Linked DNA regions of Oryctolagus cuniculus: region 2 is linked to region 1. The links are chromatin contacts, called in public Micro-C maps. All regions are on one chromosome and are shown on one strand. Each heading gives the region's core, a stretch centred on a gene start, on an enhancer-like site or on the middle of the called end of the contact. The rest is flanking DNA. Distances are from core to core; before and after follow the strand shown.

Region 1 (6,310 bases), core at 2,117-4,616:
ACCAGCTGAGGTCCCAGCTGCTCTACTTCTGATCCAGCTCCCTGCTACTGGCTTGGGGAAAGCAGCAGAAATGGCACAAGTGTTTGGTCCCCTGCTCCCCAAGTGGGAGACCCAGATAAAGCTCCTGGTTCTCGGCTTCTGCCTGGTTCAGCTTTTGCCATTGCAGTGAACTAGGGAGAAAACCAGTGGATGGAAGCTCTGTCCCTCCTGCTCTCTTTCAAATAAATAAAAATAAATAAAATATTAGACAACAGATACAAAGACAGTATGCTCTGGGGGCAATTATCTTTGAATGACAGAAACACAGGCAACATCATTAAGCCATTGGATAAAGTCTTCCCTTAGACAAATCAGTAAATTCCCTTTGTATTTTTAAACCAATTTGAGTATGGTTTTGAGTTACATTTAAAAAATCCAAACTGATAAGATTCTTCACTAGGGTGTTAGTCATTTCCATGTCTTTCAAATACTGTTTCCTTAAACATAGAACATCCTCTCCCTCTCTGTTAATAACATATTTCATCAGGCACCTATTATGTGCCAAGCACTATGTGGTGTTTTATATTCTCTTAATACTGAGAACAAATCTACATCCAAAATTTACAAGGGGAACTTTACCCTCACCATTTCATGTATCAAGCTACAAAGACTGACTGGCATTCTCTAACTACAACACTTAGAGCCAGGATTCAAAACCAGGTTTATCTACGGATTTGGTCTTTATTATTATTTTTTAAAGATTTCTTTATTTGAAAGGTGTAGAGACATGGGGGAGGAGAGAGGATATCTTCCCATCCATTAATTCACTCCACAAATGAATGGCCACAACAGTCAGTTCTAAGCCAGGCAGAAGCAAAGAGCCAGGAACTACATCCATGTCTCCCACAGAGTGCAGGGACCCAAGGACTTGGGCCATCTTCCACGGCTTTCCCAAGCTGTTAGCAGGAAGCTGGATGGGAAGTGGACCAACAAGGACTCCAAACAGCACTCAGATCCGGGGTGCTGGGCAGACCCAGAAAGCAGCTTAACCTGCTGTCAACACTTGGTCTTTGAAGGTCTTTGCTCAAGCATTAACTCCTCTGTAAAGCTTTCCGTATCCATTTACATATTTTGTGGATAATGGGTCACAGAAAGAAAATGTAACAATATTACAGCTATATACTCATGTACTTAGAAAGCAAGCCTCCGAACAGCAGCAGGACCAGGTAACTGCAGCTCTCCCCACAGTATAAGACAGGCCAAGCAAGCAAGAAATGCCTGTGGAGTAACAACTGAATAGATACACCAAGTCCTGTCTGTCACATTAAATCCATTCAGAACAGTTGTCACTACAGTGAGCTATTCTTTTATACAGCATGTGTCTGAATCCAGCAGAAAATCTGAAAATAATTTCTTAACATTGCACATTTGCTGCAAGGGAACAGTGTGCTGAAAGCCTACAAAGAAATGCCAACTATTCGGAACAGTGAATACATGTATGTGTGTGTGTATTTATACATACATAAATACTTTAAGTGCATTAAAATACGATATGTTTAGCAAAAGCAGAACACCTTAAGCACTTCTTAAAAGTAAAATACACTTAAAAATTGTACTATTGGCTTGATTTCACTTAATTTTCTGCTTTATTTGTGAAAAGCACGAACCAGACTATCTCCCAGGTTCCACCTAGTTTATGACTCTATTGCGACTCAGTAATACTACCAACTGGCAACTTCAGTTTCTCTTACTACACAACCTAAAACGAACCTTAGGGACTCTCCTAACCCAGTCTTTTAAAGCTCAGCACGATACACATCCTACGAAACCCAATAGGTACCTAATACCTGCTTCCTGAAGAAGCGATAACCCGGGGAAAACTAGCAATGCCTCTCTGTCCAACTTAAAATTAAAAAAGGCAAATACTCATAGCACACTCCCGGACAAGTCCTGCATTTTCCAACCTGCAAGAAGCCAGTTTCCCACACGCTGCGTATGTTATCTGAGTGTGAATCTCACAATCACCGGTTGAGAATACTGACTAGCTGCATTTACTTAAAATCCAAGACAGCTGGCCTGGAAAAGCACCTTCCCGGTTCCAACATCATCTGCAAACTCACCTGCCAGATGAAACCGCACAGCAAGTACGACCTTTCCCTCAACAAAGCTGAACGAAACAAAGGACAAACACAAACCATCCGAGTAACCCGAGCCGCTCCGCTCTGCGGTCTTTCCCGGTCCCCGCTGGCTGCGCACCGCCGACACGCACGGCCGGACGCCGCACCGCATCCACGCGGCAAGGCCGCTCCTGGGGACCGACTCCCAGCAAAACTTTCCCCCAACTCAGGGCTCCCTAGCGACTGTGAGGCCCAAATCCCACAACCCACCTCCTCGGTGCCTTCGCCCCCTCCCCCGAACCCGGGAATTCATCCCCCCAAACTCTCCCGTGGGGACTCCCATCTCTGCCATCACGACCTTTTAAGCCCCTAAATGCCCGCTTTCTCCCGGCTACCAAGATACTCTCGGAGGGAGGAGGGTTCGAATAAGTAAAGGAAAGCCCAGCACACGCGACCCTGCTCTCCGCCGCCGCGCCCAGCAGGTGCCTGCCTCGCGAGGGCCGCCGCGCCCAGGCCGCTCAGAGACCCGGCGCACAATAGGCCCCGCACGGCCCTCGGCACCCCTCCGGCCGCTCCCCACGGCCCGGCCGGCGTCCCGGAGAGCGGAGGGCCAGGCGCCGGCGGCCGCCGGCTCGGCGAGGACCGCAGATGCCGGCTCCACCCAGGCCGCGCTCAGCGTGGACCCCGGGCCCGCTCAAACCGAAAGCGCATCCCGCCGGCCAGCCCCGCTCCGCCCCCACGCGCCCGCGCCCAACGGCCGCCCCCGGCCCCGCCGGCCGCCCCCAACGGCCGGCGGCGCGCCCGGCGCCCCCTCCCCCGCCCCGCCGCCCCGCCGCCCCGCACTCACAGGCTGCCGGAGCAGGAGGTGCAGACGAAGGAGCCGACCGTCATGTTCACGTAGGTGGGGCCGCGCTGGTCGCAGTCGAAGCACTTTCGGTTGTGCGGGAGGCCGGTCATGTCCCGCAGCATCTTCAGGTGCTTCTCCTCCTGCTTCCGCTTCGCGCTGGCCGCCATGGCCGCGGCGCCGAGGGAGGAGGCCGGCAGGGCCGGGAACCGGGCGGCGCTGCGCCGGGGGCCCGCGGTCCCACGGGCCGCCCTGGCCGCGGCCGCCGCCCTCCGTCAGCGCGCGCCGCCCGTCCGAAGCCCGGCCGCCGCGGCTCTGGCTGGGCTGGGCTCGACGCGGCGCGGACGCTGGCGGCGCGCGCCACACCAACCGGCCGGCCCGGGACCGCAGCCGCCACCGCCACCTTCCCGACTTCTCCTGAGACGGGAAGGCGAGCTGGGGGGGGCGGGGGCAGGCAAGAGGAGGCCCGCCCCGGGCGGCGGGTGGCCAAGTGTCGACCTGCGCCCTCTGCTGGCCGGGAGGAGTCACTGCGGCCGCGCCGAGGCCTGGGTGGTCGGGGCTATTGCAAAGTGTAGGGAAGACCCTGGCGGTGGTGGTCGTGGACGTCGTTGAACACTCGTGCGCGTATGCGTAGTTTCAGTTTCTTGCACCAAAATTAACATTTCACTGGAGAGGAACTTGTTGACGCACCTGCTAAACCTCTCCACCCTCACCCCCCTGCACAAAATTCTGCAAGGGCTCCCACTGTCTTTGGAATAATTCCGAATTCCTCACGGTGCCTTCAGGATCACCCATAGTGCAGCCGGTTCTCCTTCCTTCTCTCCATCTTCCTTTGCTCTGCCCAACACAGCAAGCCCCTTTCTGACTCTTCCCCCCCCCCCAAACCTGGTTCTGCCTATAACAGGGTAACTCAAGCTTGCAGCTGTTAACATTTTGGAGTGGATTATGGGCAGTGCCCTGTGCGTCGGATTATGGGCAGTGTTTCTGGCCTCTGCCCACCAGATGCCAACAGCATCTTCTCCATGGTGGCAACCAAAATTCCCCAGACGTTGCCAGAAGTGGAGGGAGGAGCGAGGAGGTAGAAGTCAACCGCGCTTGAGAAAGGAGCTGCGCAGGGAAGCCCAGATCCACCCTGATGGGGAACCTCCACTCAGTCCTGCTTAAGGTAGAGCGCTCCTGCCCCTAGTCATTCTGCAGCTCGGGTCACACGGCTGACTTAGATCTTCTTCCCAGCTCTTGTTTATCGGAATACTGCATCTCAATTTGCGTTTACTACTTGTTTTCCTGGGCGCTCCCTCTAGGTTGCAAACAGCCAAGCGCCTGTATTCTCTGTGCTACTTCACCCCGTGCCCCTCCCAGATCTGGAGACTTGGGTGCTCCATATGTGTGGAATAAATGCGTGAAGTGACTAACCTTCACAACAGCCCTGGGAGGTAGGCGTTGTTGTTATGTCCATTTTATCAACCCAAAGGACTGAGTGCTCGGGGATTAGGTAAATTTACCCAAGGCTCCAGAGAGGAAAGCGGGGATTCCAATCCAGGCAGGCAGTCTGCAGGCCTCAGATCTCTTTGTCATTCCAAGAATCTGCTGCCAGCAGGATGTTAGAAACCATCCTTGATTCCCCAGTTCCCAAATGGATTCAGGGAGACCCTGAGAGCTGAAATTCCAAAATGATTCTGCTAATGAATCAAATGAATCAAATCCAGATTTCCTAATTGCCAGCGCCAGCCCCCAGATCTCCTGTGAAAGTGACTGGATGAATGTGGACATTAGCACTGTTAATAATGATTAGTTTTTAAAATTGAAATAACAAGGGAAATAGGTTGGCCAATAGACTTCTCTACATTTTTTATTTATTTTCATTTTATTTGAAAGGCAGAGAGAGACACACAGAGAGAGGGAGATTTTCCATCTGCTAGTTCATTGCTCAAAAGTTCAAAACAGTCAGGGCTGGGCCAAGCCAAAGCCACGAACCTGGAACTCAATCCAGGTCTCCCACATGGGTGTACCAAGGACCCGAGTGCTTGAGCCGTCACCTGCTGCTTGCCATGGTGCCATCAACAGGAAGCTGGATGGGAAGTGGGGGAGTCAGGATTCGAACCAGACACATAGGTATGGAATGTGGCATCCCAAGTGGTATCTTAACCACTGTGCTAAGTGCCCACACTGGCCAATGCCTTTTTTAAACACTTCTTTATTGAGGGAAATATCAAACTACCTAAAACCCCTGGTCCACTTTCAACCATTTTTGGCTCATGTCTAGTCATTTTTTTTAAAGATATTTAGTTATTTATTTGAAAGGCAGAGTTACAAAGAAAGAGAGAGAGCTCTTCCATCTAGTGGTTCACTCCCCAAATGGCTACAACAGCCAGGCTGGGCCAGGCTAAAGCTAGGAGCCAAGAGCTTCTTCCAGATCTCCCACATGGATGCAGGGGCTCAAGGGTTTGGGCCATCCTCTGCTGCTTTCCCAGGTACATTATCAGAGAGCTGGATTAGAAGTGGAGCAGCCAAGACTCGAACTGGCACCCGTATGGGATGCTGGCATTGCAGGCCAGGGCTTTAACCTGCTGCGGCACAGTTCCAGCCCCATCTTGCATTATCAGTACCCCATTCTCCCGCCTATTATGTAGCTTACCATTCATCTGTAGTTACGATGATTTCAATTTGAATCACTGAGAAATAAGAACTTTGACAATACCATTAGCACACTTTTAAAAAGTTAATAGTCGAGGCCAGCGCTGTGGCATAGTGTGTACAGCCGCCACCTGCAGTGCTGGCATCCCATATGGGCACCGGTTCAAGTCCCAGCTGCTCCACTTCCGATCAAGCTCTCTGCTGTGGCCTGGGAAAGCAGTGGAAGATGTACCAAGTCCTTGGGTCCCTGCATTTGCGTGGGAGACCTGGAAGAAGCTCCTGGTTCCTGGCTTCCGAACGGCACAGCTCTAGCCATTGAAGCCATGTGGGGAGTAAACCAGCAGATGGAAGATCTATCTCTTACTCCGCCTCTCTGTAAAACTGCCTTTCAGATATAAATAAATAAATAGATAAATCTTTCAAAAAATGTTAAGAGTCATCAAATACCCCATCAACGTTCAAGATTTCTTCAGTTTGCTTGGATCCCCACCTTGCAGTTGGCTAAGAGAGCTCATAAAGTCTCCTTTATTCTGCAGGTTTCCCCTCCGTCTCTTTTTTCCTCCCTTGCAGCACATTCATCTTGGAAATCTAGCCTTTCTTCCTGCAGAGTTTCTCGCAGTCTCTTACTTAACATATCTCTCTGTCCTCCCTACTTTTCAAAAATTGGTAGTTGAATTTAATTCACTTGATTCAAAGTCAGTTTTTGGTTTTTTTTTTTTTTTTTGAAGGGAGCAAA
Region 2 (6,636 bases), core at 1,017-3,516, 55 kb after region 1:
AAATGTCACTGTCAAGACCTTGGGCTTGGCATCTTTATTCTGTAATAGGTGATATGCCAGCCTGATTAGCCACAGAGATACACTGCTATGGAATAAAATTGCTGCCACTGGGAAAAACAGGTGAAAAAAAATAGCACCCCAGGATTCCCCTACGTCTTGCTCAGTGGAGTTGAGAGAGAGGGTAGCAGTTTGATTTAACCTCTGCCTGGAAAATGAATGTATGGAAAGACAACCAGGATGGAATAACTGGAACCTTAAGGCTACACCAGGAAATCTCAGGGATTACCCAGGTGCCAGGGATCTGGGAAGACTGGATGGCTGATTCGTCTGTGCCCTTGAGACTTCTTGTGTTTGTACACAGGTGGTTTCTGCTTAAGAGAAGGAAAGACTGGGTTGAGCTGCTCCCTGAGAAGGTCAGACTCTAAGTCAATTCGGGAGATTTAACATCCTTTCAAATTCACTTTCTCCTGCGGAGTCAATGGGAGGGGATAAGGAGGAAAGAGACACACTTCCCAAGAAGAACCCAGATGCATTCTGTACCATTAATAAACCCAAACAAAGGGACTCCCCTCCTTTCCCCAGAGTCCCCTCTGCAAACACACAGCTTGCAGCACCAGGAAGTGGATCCCTATTCTGTGAAAGGCACATTTGGCTGCCTGGAGGGGCCGAGAATTATCAACCCATAAACAGAGAATTCAGCCAAATAAATGACTGAGCTGTGAACAGCATCTGCAGAATTAGTGAAGGTGTTGCAGCATTAAGATTTGGGAAGCTCGGGTTTATTCCAAGCATTTGACTCGTCACCAAGCCAGAAGTTCTTACATCAGCAACCCCCAGGAGGTACAGGCCCAAGAATCACCCTCCCCAGGAGACTCTGAACACTAACATGCACCTCGGCATCTCCCTTAGCAAGGAGATCATACTCCTCCCAGGCACTGAAACGCATCCAAAGTAATCCAAAAGCACTGCGAGTCACTACGCTACTGATTCTTTTTGATTCTAAGATTGGGTTGTGGGACACGTGGATCCTCCCAGCCCTGGTCCATTTCCTAGGCTGCCCACTGGGCCCCCGTGACCAGGGGGGTCCCCTCTTGGATTATGGCCAGCTGGATCCTCAACCAAGCTTTTTTTCCTAGTAGGAAAAACTCATCTCCTCAATTTTCAATACTTGATGTCCCTGCCTCTATTCAAAGAGAAATGACCAATAGACATGACTTGGGAAATCTGATGCACAGCATGTGAAGGGACAAGAACACCTTACATCAGACAACAGTGCACCAGCAACTTTACAGACCGATGGCAAGGACAGCCACGCTTCTGTCCAAGGGACCTAGAAACAACAGGATTACCTGGTCTAGAATCAGGGCTTTAATTGGATAAACATCCTAACAATTTAATACATTTTCATGTATATTTATTCACTTGTTTTTTTTTTTTTTCAGAATCCATCTGGATGTACAAATTAGGAAAAAATATATACTCTCAAAGATACATGGGGAATAACTCTGGTAATTTATGGAGATAATCTCTAGAATGATGTAAAACCCTAGGACAAGTGAGGAACCAAGCACCTGAGAAAAGGAGGTGGCGGGGAAGTAAAAGGTTTTTCCCTGTAGATATGCACTGTGTGCCATGTGTTACCTACTCAAAAAGGAGCATTTTTTTTTTAAATATTTACTTGAAGGCAGAGGGACAGAGAAAGGGAGAAACAGATCTCTTCCATCTGCTGTTTCATTCCCAAAATGGCTACAGCAGCTGGAGGTGGGCCAGGTCACAACCAGGAGCCTAGAACCCCATCCAGGTATCCCATGTGGGTGGCAGGGGCCCAAGCACTTGGGCCATTGTCCACTGCTTTCCCAGGTCTATTAGCGGGGAGCTGGATTGGAAATGGAGCAGCTGGGACTCGAACCGGCACTCATATGTGATGCCGGCATCACAGGCGGTGGCTTAACCTGCTCCGGCACACTGCTGGCCTCAAAAATGAATAATTTTAAATTATGCATGAAGGAAAGTCTAACATTTTTCTCTGAAAATCTGCCTTCCACCACGACTTTTCCTCTAAGGTAATACATTCTCTCAAGACCCGAGGACAGTGATGAATTAAACTCTCCTGACAGGACGACAAAGCCTGAAGATCATGGCTGATGGAGGGAACGAAGGCTCCTGGCAGGGGCTGTGGAGCTGACAGACAAGGAGAAGCACGTCTGCCTGAGCCTGGATGGTTCTCCCGCCTGGAGACAGCAAAACACCCAGCACACTTGGCACCAAGCCCTGCTTCTTCTTGGCAGCTCAGCATCCAGTTCTCATTCGCATCCGACTCCCTGCAGGGTCTGTCTTCTCTTGTCTTTCTTTCCTTTTCTTCTTCTGAGTTGTCTGACACAAAATTCAAGAGTGCCACTTTCAATGAGGAACGCGGTGCTGTCAGCGTTCATTTTCGTACCGCACGTTGGCTCCCTGTGTCCAGTTATGACCCCCTGTGAATGCCCCACTGTGAGTGCCAGAGAATCGCAGGATCCCAGGACGCGGCAGGAACGACAGAGGAGGCATTCACAGCACTGTTGGACACATAGAAGGCTCCAGTCCCAAGAGGGAGGTGCGCCTGCAGCTGGCTCTGTGGCAGGACTGGGCTGAGGTTTCCGTGTTAGGTAACCGCCCTACGATGTCTTTTGGAAGGGGAGCCACAAACTGCCACTGATACCCCGAGGCTTGAGCTGCTGCCCGGATTCCGAGGGGCTCATCAGCTGCTGCCTGCCACAGGGCCCTGTTGAGCCTGTGCCATCACCCCGGGCCGGAAGAAAGCACTTGCGGGAAGAGGAAGAGGCTTCATGGTGTTAGCGCAGTGGGTGGGATGTGAGTGCGGTAGGGGTGGTCTACTAGGCAGATAGAGCCTTTTTCTTCCTCCTTCCTTGAATCTGAATTTCAGAAATAACTGATGATGGGATTGGCATTGTAGCTTAGCAGGCAAAGCCACCACCTGTGACGCCAGCATCCTATGTGGGCACCGATTCATGTCCCAGCTGCCCCATTTCCAATCCAGCTCCTTCCTAACTGGGAAGATGGCAGTGGGAGACGGCCCAAGTGTTTGGGTCCCTGCCACCCACATGGGAAACCTGCGAAAAGCTCCAGGCTCCTGGCGTCTGCCTGGCCCAGCGCTGGCCATAGCAGCCATCTGGGGAGTAAACCAGCTGATGGAAGGTCACTCTCTCCGTATCTTCTTCTCCCACTGTAACTCCGACTTTCAAAATAAATTTTACAATCTTAAAAAAAAAAAAAAAATGGAAGTTCCACTAGACTGGGAAACTGGCCACAAAATAAAACATGGTGCAGTGGCCAGAGGTCTGAGGCAGCTGGGGCTGCCCACAAAGTCTACTTCGGGCTGAAGCGGTGAAGGGAAACTCCAGGGAAGAGGAGTTGTGCATTGTTCATTTGTGGAGCAAACCCCAACATCAGCGTGAGCAGGCGGGTCACAGAGGCATCTCCCCAGGCCATCAGACTCACCACCCCGCACTGAACAGCCAGATTAACTGGAACCAGATGGTATCTCTGAAATCTGTGGCCAGCAGCCATGACCGCATGGCTGAACCTGTGGCTCAGATTCCTGTTCAGAAGAAAATGGGCCGTGCAGGCACTGCTGGCTGGGACTGGGTCAGAGGTCACTGATTGCTTGCGGAAGGCAGGGCGTGGGCTGCAGCTGGCTCCCAGGAACGAGGGGCTTTCTCAGAATAAAGTCTCATCATCAGGCATCAAGACAAGTACTGATTCTCTGCAGACTCCGAGTCTGTCTTTTGTGCACATCCCGGCAGACGGCACGTCTTGATGACAATGATCGTGAGTGGAGACTGCTGCGAGCTCTGGCAGGCTGCCTGCACGCTGACCTCACACTCCGCCTCTTTGATTGGTTTGGAGGCTAATCTCACCCCTCCCCAACTCACCGTATTAATCCCTTTTAGCTTCTGGGAGTTTAGCCAAACATTCCTGGAGAAGGCAAGTTCTTTTTCTCAGCCAGGTTGACGTCTGAACGCACAGCGCCCTCTTGTGTCTGCTATACCACAACACCGGCTCACAGCTGGGTAACAACCTTCTGACAGAGCCAGGCATTTTTTTTTTTTTAAGCTTTTCTTTTTTTTTTTCTTTTTTTTTAATTTTTTTTATTTTTTTATTTTTTTTTATCTTTTATTTAATGAATATAAATTTCCAAAGTACGACTCATGGGTTACAATGGCTTTCCCCCCCATACCGTCCCTCCCACCCACAACCCTCCCCTTTCCCACTCCCTCTCCCCTTCCATTCACATCAAGATTCATTTTCGATTATCTTAATATACAGAAGATCAGCTTAGTATACCTTAAGTAAGGATTTCAACAGTTTGTTCCCACACAGAAACATAAAGTGAAAAATAATAGATGATTTTTTTTTAAATCATGATGAAATCAGATCAGACCTATTGTCATGTTTAATCCCAGTGAGAGTCAAGTTGGGAATTGATAATTTCTTTTTTTTTTTTTTTTACAGAAGATCGGTTTAGTGTACATTAAGTAAAGATTTCAATCGTTTGCACCCCCATAGAAACACAAAGTGAAATATACTGTTTGAGTACTCGTTATAGCATTAAGCCTCAGTGTACAGCACATTAAGGACAGAGATCCTACATGAGGAGTAAGTGCACAGTGACTCCTGTTGTTGACTTTACAAATTGACACTCCTGTTTATGGCATCAATAATCTCCCTATGCACCAGTCATGAGTTTCCAAGGCTATGGAAGCCCCTTGAGTTCTCCGACTCTTATCTTGTTTAGACAAGGTCATAGTCAAAGTGGAGGTTCTCTCCTCCCTTCAGAAAAAGGCACCTCCCTCTTTGAAGACCTGTTCTTTCCACTGGGATCTCACTCACAGAGATCTTTTTGCCAGAGTGGAGCCAGGCATTTTTTAAATAAATTCAGCTACAAAGTAGAAATGTGAAGATGCTCTCCTAGTCCTGTCATACTCAGCATATTGCCTTTCACATCTTTCACAGCCTCTTCGGTGTTTCCCGCCAGAGTGTACAGATGCACTTCTCTGCAGGGTGCACAGTCTCAACCACAGTGTAGGACCCCTTGTTTGTGCCTCCACCCTGTTGGTGAGAAGGACCTTGGGCTTCTAACCCCGATGAGTCCTCTCTCCTCCTTTCCTGAAAGCAGGTGCAAGGTGTGTTCCTGGAACAGCCTGACAAGGCACCTGAATCTGCAGTTCTCACAGTCGCTGGCCCAAGTGTACCCTGGATGAAGCTGGTTGGCCCAAGCCGCTATTCTACAGGTTTTTAAAGCAAAGAGACGAGAATGAAATATATTTTCACATGGACATTATAAAAATCATCTTGGCACTCAGTTACATGCTGTTGATTAAGAATGAAACAACATACTTCACCCAGATGGGATGGACACCCCTCACCTAGGTACACACCATGGCTCCACCTTTCACACAGGTGAACCTCACCTTCAGAAGACTGCCATCAGGGCCTCTGCAGGAAGCCCGGCTGTGATATTGATGCTACAAATGTGATATTAATGTTGTGAATGCTACGCCTGCAGGTACGCAGTGCACAGCCTGAACATCCTTACCCAGCAACCCTGACAGAACACCTTCTGAGTAAAGAGCACTAAAACTCGCACTGTGCCTTTCACGCTCTGCTTGGGCCACTGCTCAAGAAGTGAGTGAACTTGGTGCTTTCTGGCCTCCCTTACAGATCTCATCCCGTCAGTGGGTGCCTCTCCCCAGGGCCCTTGGTGCTTCTCCACCCTTCAGGCTGCACACTCTGTTTTGAATGGAGCCTAACCGCTTACCCCAAAGGAACAAAGGTCTGTTGGCAAACATGGACCAGGCCACTGGGCAGCATGGGGGGTGGACGTGTAGGGCAGCTCAGCCTTCCTGATCCCCCTTCCAGCATGCTTCCTGTGTCTGTCCCCATCAGCTCTGGGCAGCCCGTTCTCGCTCTCCCCTTCTCTCGCTCTTTCTCGGTTACTTTTTTTCTTTTCTTAGCCCAGTATCACAGACCAAAGAACACTTGGTCCAGCAGCAGAAAATAAACCTGACCTTTGCCTCTAAGGGCTCCCAGTCCACAAGGGCCGTTTTTATCAAAGTGCGTGGAAGGAGTGTGATTTGCCCTGAGCTAAGTTACTCAGATAAATTTATATCTGATTTCCTTTAAGAATAAATGGAGGCTAGGGGCCAAGGCCAGGGCCCTCTTGTTTTTCTGACTCTTGATTGGAAGGAGATTGGGTTAAAGCACAACCCCATTTGTCTCCAGACAGCTGCAAAGCTCAGGATCTGTATGATTAGATTTTCCAAATGACGCCTTGGGGTTTCCTTTGAGGCACGGAGAGGAGGCACTTCTTGCACAGGGAGAGAAATGTCCATGTAAGTGGCTGTCACTTGTGTCCACTGCTTAGCCCACGGTCATCTGGAGCCTGTCACACCACCAGCGCTCATCCAGGTCACCTCCTTGAGCTCTGCTGTAGGCACTGAGGTTGCTCTTTCTCTCCCTAGAACACCTCCTTTCCTTGGCACCCATGGCGCAGTTCCCCGTTTCCCTCCTCTGCTCTTCTTCTGGGCTCCTGTGGGGACTGCTCCCTATTGGCCCTTTCTGGAGTTCTGGGAACAT

Evidence for each region. A called contact is a pair of places that touch in the nucleus more often than the background predicts.
Region 2: a contact with region 1 is called in a Micro-C map of ear pinna, with 2.5 times the contacts expected there. The contact joins the enhancer-like site here to the promoter of AGFG1 in region 1. A contact is called at or near these places in 3 of 6 Hi-C or Micro-C datasets (ear pinna, embryonic fibroblasts and an unstated tissue).

What each region holds. Positions count from the first base shown.
Region 1 is chr3:11,526,488-11,532,797 of mOryCun1.1, forward strand. AGFG1 (ArfGAP with FG repeats 1) reads right to left here and starts at 3,367. Exons shown (of 16, transcript XR_007920544.2): 1 at 2,944-3,367. It overlaps LOC103348896 (a long non-coding RNA gene), which reads left to right and starts at 3,576. Exons shown (of 5, transcript XR_007920561.2): 1 at 3,576-4,105.
Region 2 is chr3:11,582,830-11,589,465 of mOryCun1.1, forward strand. No RefSeq gene overlaps it. Among named protein-coding and RNA genes, the nearest start is that of TM4SF20, 27 kb to the right of the region's middle. Within about 2 kb of position 2,267, at least 6 of the 8 cell types and tissues checked have an H3K27ac peak or open chromatin away from gene starts, as enhancers often do. A contact at or near this core is called in ear pinna, where this site is marked.